Linked DNA regions of Mus musculus: all the other regions are linked to region 1. Evidence: chromatin contacts called from public HiChIP or PLAC-seq and promoter capture Hi-C data. All regions are on one chromosome and are shown on one strand. The core of a region is the stretch at or near the end of the contact, and the rest is flanking DNA. Distances in the headings are between cores, read along the strand shown.

Evidence for each region. Promoter capture Hi-C pulls out the DNA fragments that hold promoters and counts their contacts. HiChIP or PLAC-seq counts read pairs in DNA pulled down with a chosen protein or histone mark.
Region 2: a promoter capture Hi-C map of stem cell-derived epiblast-like cells shows a contact between it and region 1, with 2.6 times the contacts expected there. The contact joins the promoter of Slc35f3 here to the promoter of Map10 in region 1. A contact is called at or near these places in 2 of 39 promoter capture datasets (liver and stem cell-derived epiblast-like cells).
Region 3: an H3K27ac HiChIP or PLAC-seq map of acute myeloid leukemia shows a contact between it and region 1, with 3 times the contacts expected there. The contact joins the enhancer-like site here to the promoter of Map10 in region 1. A contact is called at or near these places in 2 of 39 promoter capture datasets (hippocampal neurons and pre-B cells), 2 of 115 datasets of contacts at active chromatin or transcription factors (VIP interneurons and acute myeloid leukemia) and 2 of 9 other capture datasets (embryonic stem cells and liver).

The regions. Positions count from the first base shown.
Region 1 is chr8:125,668,513-125,671,122 of GRCm38.p6, reverse strand. Map10 (microtubule-associated protein 10) reads right to left here and starts at 1,305. Exons shown (of 1, transcript NM_028908.3): 1 at 1-1,305. The coding sequence starts at 1,253.
Region 2 is chr8:126,137,825-126,140,434 of GRCm38.p6, reverse strand. Slc35f3 (solute carrier family 35, member F3) reads right to left here and starts at 1,310. Exons shown (of 8, transcript NM_001363500.1): 1 at 1,260-1,310; 2 at 692-921. The coding sequence starts at 917.
Region 3 is chr8:125,225,976-125,228,585 of GRCm38.p6, reverse strand. The region is part of intron 10 of Disc1 (disrupted in schizophrenia 1); the gene reads right to left. Among named protein-coding and RNA genes, the nearest start is that of Gm30713, 160 kb to the left of the region's middle. Within about 2 kb of position 1,280, at least 74 of the 459 cell types and tissues checked have an H3K27ac peak or open chromatin away from gene starts, as enhancers often do. A contact at or near this core is called in VIP interneurons and acute myeloid leukemia, where this site is marked.

The DNA.
Region 1 (2,610 bases), core at 56-2,555:
TTTGATTCCGACGGGGATGTGGACTTGGTGGAAGGGTCTGGCCCCTTGTCTTCACCTCTGTACAACCAGGCTAAATGGGGATGCACCTGGGTGGGGCTTGCCACGGGCTGGTTGCACAGCAAGGACAGCTCAATCAATAAAGCATTCAATAGTGGCAGCTGTCTTATAGCATTGACTGGACTTTGTTCAATCTGAGGAGGACACGGAGCTTCGTTCGCTTCTCCTGGACCCTGAGTCTGAGGAAGATTTGGAAGCACAGGAGGGCTCTCCTGCACTGCAGCTCTTGTATGTTTCACTGGCCTTAAGGGAGGACTTACGAGTTTTGTTTCGGGAAAAATGTCATCTAGATCCTCAGGTTCATTTCTCTGAGGCTCAATAGTGATTTCAACCCTGGCTGAAGGAGTCTTTTCCTGAGTCAGGTGAGTGTAATACAGTGGAGGAGGGCAAAATGTGTTGGTTTCAAAGTCCAGTTCTGTGACATCCTGACTGACAGAACTGACAGTTTTCCCACTGGGAGCGGGTGAACAAGGGGCAGAAGCCATGTCCCCAGAGCTAGCCTTACTGTGTAAGACCGCTTCTTCCCAGGACTTCTGGACAACTGAGGCGTCTGAGTCCCCTGCAGACCAGCTGTTGGTATCCTTGGCACATGGCTCTGAGCCCTCCAGAAGGCGTGCATTTGAGACACACTGTAGACATCTGGCAGAGATGCCTTTGGTGCATGGCTTCGAGGTCTCCTCGGTTCTTGGCTCTGACACCTCCAGGGCTTCGGAGTCCAGGATACAAGCAGGGCTCAGAGGGCCTCGCAGCTGCGGAACCCCCGGGGAAAAGCGTCCCAGTTCGGTCAGGCGATAGAAGAGCGCCAGCTCCCCAACACGCTCGGCCTCTGGCCCGCGCAGGGCGAATACACCTCGCTGGCCCAGGGAGGGGACCAGCAGGATGTCGCAAGCTCCCACCAGGCCGGGCGCAGAAGTCGGGCCCACGGGCAGTTGCAGCAGGGCTGCGCGCAGACGCGGGCGCCGCAGGGCGGCAGGGTGCAGGCGCAGTAGGCAGGCCTTGCCGCGCCCGAAGCTGATGGCGCCGCGCTGGGGCTCCGGGCCAGGAGCGGCCGGCGGGAAGACGAGCAGCGGCGGGAAGTCCAGCAGGCGAAACGCCACAGCCGGGCTCGCGGCGCACGGCGACAGCCCGGTCTCCAGCCGCACCCAGTCCACGAGCAGCTCCAGCGAGAAGAGCCGCCCGGCCGCCGTGGTCGCCATTGCTGTTGCCCCGGGCGACGCCGCCAGCTCGCTCCGCCAACCGGAAGCGGGAGCGAGGGTCACGTGACCGGCCGCGCCCTCGCGAGACTTGACTTCCGGCCCCGAGTGCTCTTGGGAGTTCTTTTGCCTATGGGGTTTTGTCGGAGCAGCTGCGTGATGCTGAGGGAGTAGACGCGCTCAAGCAGCACTCTCTCTAAATTTTATATAAATGAATATAATTTCTATTTTATATTTCATCACCGCAGGTCCTACGTCTTTAGGGATCACGTACCGGAAGTAAATGGGCCGCCCTGCCCATTTAGGCCTCAGAGCCTGCTGACCACTGCTCAAGTCAACCTTTTTTGTGGTTGCTGTGCATCTGTCAGAGGCTGTAGCTTCTGTCACCGGCTCCTTCCTCTCTTTGTCCTCTCACACAATGACCACTAGTAGGCCATCCTGCCCTCACCGGACTTGTGGCTTCTTGAAGCCTCAGGAGGTTTGACCTCAGCTTCCATCGTGACCACCTTGCATCGCCCAGGTGTAGGGGAACTCTCAGTGTATTGGGACAGTGCACCCTAACACCCACCAGAGCCCTCACCTCCCACCCTGACATCTGACCACCCTGGTGTGTCTTCAAAAAGACTCTGTTATGTTAGTTGATGCAGAATTCCCTACGGATGGGAACCCACTAGCTTCGGGTCTTTACTATATAATATGAGGGGCCGGGGGAGAGGGATCATGTACTATCCTAAGGTATTGAAAATGATGGGTCAGGGCTGGAGGTGCAGCTCAGTGGAAGAGTGCTTGTTCACTGCATACAATCTCCAGTACCACCGCCATGAGAGCGGAAGAAGTGATTGGTTCAGTTAGTAGGCAAATGGCATTGGTACATATGTCTGGGAGGAGCGGTGAGTGAAAGTAGTGTCTGCCACTGGAGATCTGTAGTGCACAAGCTACGCACAGAGGAATTTAGCACCAGCCCATTTTACGATTTTACATCTCAGATCCAAGTTCAGAAGCTCCACAACTTCCAGGGTGTCTCGAAGATTCCCAACCCTGGTCTCTCATATAAGACGCAGATCAGGAGTCTCCCTTCCTATTTATTTGATCTAAGTCAGAGCTCACAAAGACACGTTGTGTTGGTCTCATGTTGTGGGTGATTCTGAGGCAGACACAACCCTTGTGCTTCTCTCTCTCTCTCTCTCTCTCTCTCTCTCACACACACACACACACACACACACACACACACACACACACACACGTCACTGTCTCACTGTCAGGATGGTAGCACAGTCACAAGGATAGAGTAGAAAAACACATATGCAGTCATATAGTCCTGGCTCCCTCAGTTACACCATCAAGGGAAGGAGGGAAGCAG
Region 2 (2,610 bases), core at 61-2,560, 470 kb before region 1:
ATATCTCAAACAATATCTTGAGTTTGTATTGGCAAATCTCTACCTTCCAAAGAAAACAAAATAGATGTCAGCAAGTCAGTCCTGCCTGCACAGGTAGTTTCTTCATGCCTCACCATTGCAGCCAAGGTCATCAGCTGAGGCTCAGGGTGAAGTCTGAGGTACCCCAACCTGGCCCCAAGAACTCATCTTCCGGAAACTCAAATACCTAGAAAGATCTGAACAAAATCCTCTCGCTTAGGACCCATACAATCCTAAACCAAAGAGACGGAGCTAGATCCAATGAATCTTTATCACTTCTCCTGAGAGATTAATTAAATTCCAGGCCCAAGGGCTGAGTTCTCCTGAGCTAACTGCACCAGGATCCAATGAGAAACCCACACAGACCAGTTCTCTGAAGCAGCTCTCACTGATAGACACAACAGGCTTACCCTCAGAATCACTCAGAAGTGGACACAGGTCAGGGAGGTGTCAGAGAAAATGTAACACAAAGCCCCCTCCCCCTCTCTCCCTCCCACCTCCACCTCTGCTTTCAGGACTTGAGAAACGCCTCCAGGCCTCTTCATCAAAGTTGCCTATCTGCATGTAGAAGAGAGGGTTCAGTGAACCATCCCTGTGCGCTTCCCTGGTAGCTGTGTCTCTGGCAGGGAGACCACTAGTGGGCAAGGGAATTACGGGGGAGGGGGGGTCTTACTTTTGTAGCTGGTCGCCCAGGGCTGGTAGCCATAGTAGCCTGTGATGCGCAGGATCCGCTCCTCGATGGATGTGAGTCCCACCGGTCCACTGGTGAGATCCTCCACAGAGCGAGACCATTTCAGATCCTCCTTGATCGCCTCATCCACCACCAAGTACTTGAGCTGCCGGAGCTGAGGACTGATGTCGGACAGTCTCCGCGGGCTGACGTCCGGTGACCTCCTCATGCCACTGAGGCCGCGGGAAGGCGGGATGAGTCAAGGGCAGAGAGGAGGAGATGTCAGTGAGGACTGGTGAGGACCCACGGCTACTCCCCTCGCGTTGCTTGCCATGTGCCCTGCTCCCAGGAACCTCGGCGTCGGGTCCCGCGCCCTACTCTGGGCGCCTCTGGCAACGTGAGCTAGGGCGAGTGGCCCGGAGATGCTGCTGAAACTTCCCAAGCTCCGCCACACACGACCGTCCCTCTGTCCCTCCCTCCCACCAGGAGAGCAGCAGTGCGGGTTAGGCAGGGTCGCGGATGCCCGGGGGCTACCTGCCTGCTGCCCTCCCGCGCCTGCAGCTCTACTCACACAGCAATGCTCTTGGTCCTGGAAGCGCCGCCGGGAAACTCTCGGATCCCCATGGGCGGCGGCAGCGAGTGGCCCGGGGCGCCCAGGCTGGAGCCGAGGGGAGCCGCGGCCGGAGCTCCCGGCAGCCGCCACAAAGGTCTGGACGCCCGTAGGTCGCCCGCGCCCGCTGCCCGGAGCCGGTGGCAGAACAGCGCCGCGCCCCTTGCCTGCCACCGCCGGCGCCCTAGTACTCGCGGTCACGGACGCCCAGGCTCCGGAGAGCGCGCCCGGTAGTGCGCTCCGGAGCCACCGGGACGCGAGGCTGTGGCGGCCTCGGCGCGCGTGGACCTGGCGGGGACGCGCGTTCAGATCCTCGCAGCCCGGAGTGTGCCAGGCTCCGCAAGCTCTGCAACCTTAGGGCGCGGGACCTGTCACGGTCCTGGCGTTCTGGTTTCGACACGTGAGTCTCTCGGTCTTTCCCCCCAACACCCACCCCAAACACAAACGCGCGCGCGCCACCCCAAAGAGCGCTGCTACTACGAAAGCAAACAGCAAACTAACCTGGCATTTCACAGTGCACACTAAGTGGCTTATTTAGAATAGGTGGCAATTGATTTGCTGGATCAAGCCCAGTCCTCAGCTCACACAGCTCAAGGAAAAGGGCACTAACTGCTTCAGTGCCCTCTACAGAGACTGTCGTCCTACCTAGCTTCCGATCAGTTTTTGTGTCTTGTTCCTAAGCCATTCTAGACCTCCAAATCACCCTCCATACTGCTCTTCTGCACTGAGCGCAAAGTCAGAAAATACGCAGATATATAAGAGAAGAAAAATAGCCTTATCACGTCCCGAAAGGTTACTATGAATTATAGCTAGATTCTATTCCAACATTTTTCTGAGTGTGAGATACATTTCCCCCAAGAGATCAAACCGCCTGCGCTACTTTATGTATTACTTTAGGAAAAGATATATTGTTCCTCCGAGAACTGGGAATAGAATAGAACTCACTTCCTCAACTTGCTGAACTTGCTGAAACCTGCTGCAAACAGGTAAGAAACTCCAGTTTTCCTGCTGGGAGACAACCTAGGGCTTCCTACCTTTGCTGTGCCTCTACAACATCTTACCGGCAGTCCTAGACAATTAAATTACACAAGAAAGGGAAGACGATGGCTGCTACATAGGAAGAAGTGAAAGAAAAAATGAAGTTGTCTTCCTAGATGACAGCCAAGCAGATCTGGAAAGTCTCAGAGCTGACCAAAACAAAAAACAAAAAAACTTCGGAATTAATAACTGTGATGTCAATCTTGATTGTCTGTCGATTTGATGTTAGAATTACCATGGAAACAAACCTTTGGGCATGTCTATGAGGGAGTTT
Region 3 (2,610 bases), core at 31-2,530, 440 kb after region 1:
TTCTAAGCAGCTCAGAAGGACAAAACAGAAATATCTAGATGTTTTTGGATATATATGTATGCATATATTAAAGTTTGAATGTATATATGATCAAGGCATCAGAAAATCTGAGGGTACACTGTCCCGTAGATGACGACATCTAGCTGTGTCCTTGTATGGTGGGAGGAGCAAAGATGCTAATGTTATAACTTCTGAAGGCCACACCCCAATGGGGAGTAAGAATCAATACTTTAATTGAGACAGGGCATAGATATCCAGGTCATGGCAGGTTATTTAAGAAGTCTGCGATTTGATGGGAGAAGAAGCAAGAGAAAGGGGAGGTGGATGAGGGAGAAGAGGAGAGGTGAGGAGGGAGAGGAAGAAGCAGAAGAGGCCATGGGCACAGATCCCTCTATAAGGCCACATGGGAAATCCCGTTAGGATCCCGCTTTTCTGACCTGTATAGTACAAGGTGGTGGTGTATGATGTCACAGTTGGTGCTTGTGCTACAAACTGTGCCGGTAATGAATAAGTTGTGGGTTAATGGCCACTGTGTTCCAATATCTACAGGGTTGGTTCTCAGGCACAGAGATCTGAATTGGCACAGGTGCCAACACACACGTGCCTGACACCCAACAGGCTCAGGCGGGTACGTCTGGCACACACCCAAGAACCCCTTAGTGTTTCAGGCTAGCTTCACTCCTAATGCTGGAGACCTAGGAATTCTCCTGAGGTTCAGAGCTATCTTCCACGGCAGAGGCAAAGGCAGCCCAGTGCCCTCATCCTTCTGGCTTGTGAGAAAGGAAACCCTCTTGTCAGAGCTTTCATCCACCGCCTCTAGAAAACTGTCTCAAACTGCAAGACAGCCATGAACTGAGTCTACTTACAGAGAATTGTGGGGTGCCCATTAGGCATGTATAGGAGAGGACAGATTGAGCCTCCTCAGGTAAAAGGAAGCATCCGTTTGCCAGGCACTATGGGTACATGATGGCACCATCACCCTATGACCCGACAGGTCTCAGCTGAGGGGAAGTCACTGTGACAGGGCACTGCTGCGGTCACAGGCTGAGAAGAAATCTGGGACCTGCTGGAGCCCAGGGCCAACTCAGAACTGTACCGAGGAATTGTGTGCAGACATCTCTATCCATCCAGGCACACAGAGTATCATAACAGCTGAAATCTAAATTGAAGTCTAAAAATAGCACAATAAAATTACTTCCTTCCTTCACTCCACAGAGAGCAAGTGGGCTGACACTCACAGCTGCAGGGCACGGCTGACTTCCGGAGTTCGCATGGACAGAACGGTTACACAACTGCCCCATCTTGTGAACACATTGCCCATCCCAGAGAATGGGGGAGCCAGAGCAATTACCCGGTTGGTGGAAACTGATCATGGACATTTGATTATAGTTATTAATGGGGAGAATGGGAGACAGACCGCTGAGCGGCAGGCTAGCGCTAAGTGAATGTGTATGAGATTCCTGGAGGGGGATTAATTTCTGTTTGCTTTTCATCTCTCAGCTACCATCTGAATGTGACACCGAGTCTAAGCGTGACTTGTCACAGCCTTATCAGTATTCTGTGCCTTGCATGCTGGTCACATTATCTCCGCTGGATGTACCAAACGAGGGGTCTCTTGCTGTGGGGGTTCATTTTCCTCTGATTCTAATGCGGAACTGGGGTTAGCTAGTGATTGGCTTTTCAGGGGAGAATCGTACCTTGGCGTGTCAGAAAGACACTCTTCAAGCAAATATTTGCCTCTCTGTGTGTTTCCCATTGGCACTGAGCACACAGTTCCTAATCTGGAGGGCGCACAGGCTCTCCTCAAGCTTTCGGCCCCATCAGAGGACGCTGGGCTTTTTCTGTATCTCAGCTATGAGATCTCAAGCTCTTCAGGTGAGCCACGTCCCATTGTCCTGCCCGTGGTGGCCTCTCAGCCTCTGTGCATGGTTAAGTGACACACATGCAGTGCCAGAAAGCACGGTGCCAGACCACACTCTGTTCTGCCCCAAGTTCTGCTCTTCTCCAACCAGAGACAAAGATGATCTTATCAAGGCCTTCTCAGGGCTTTCAAGCCATGCTGTAGAGATAGTCCTGAAGTGTATCCTTCTCTAATGTTAGCAGACAGAAGGCCCCCAGAATCCATCAAGCCACACCAGAAAGATGATTCCTAAGTCATCCAATCTCTCTACCTTCCCCTGAGAAGCAGGCTGCTCCCCACATTGGATTGTGAGGTCCAGTGGGGAGGCCTCCCAAATGCAGCCAAATGCAGCCAAATCAATAACAGCAAGGGGATCACCTGACTGTGCTTAATATTTTTTTTGGGGGGGGGGTCAGTGAGTTAAAGCCAAAAAGCCAGTAGTATAAGAACCGTTGAGAAGACGAGATATGTGGGACATTGCCGGGCGTGGTGGTGCACATCTTTAGTCCCAGCACTTGGGAGGCAGAGGCAGGCAGATTTCTGAGTTCAAGGCCAGCCTGGTCTACAGAGTGAGTTCCAGGACAGCCGGGGCTACACGGAGAAACCCTGTCTTGGAAAAAAAAAAGATATGTGGGACACTCTATTCACCCCGACATGAGATCAGCATCATCTTTCTGGGGATTAGACTGTCTGGACATCAGTCTGCTGGC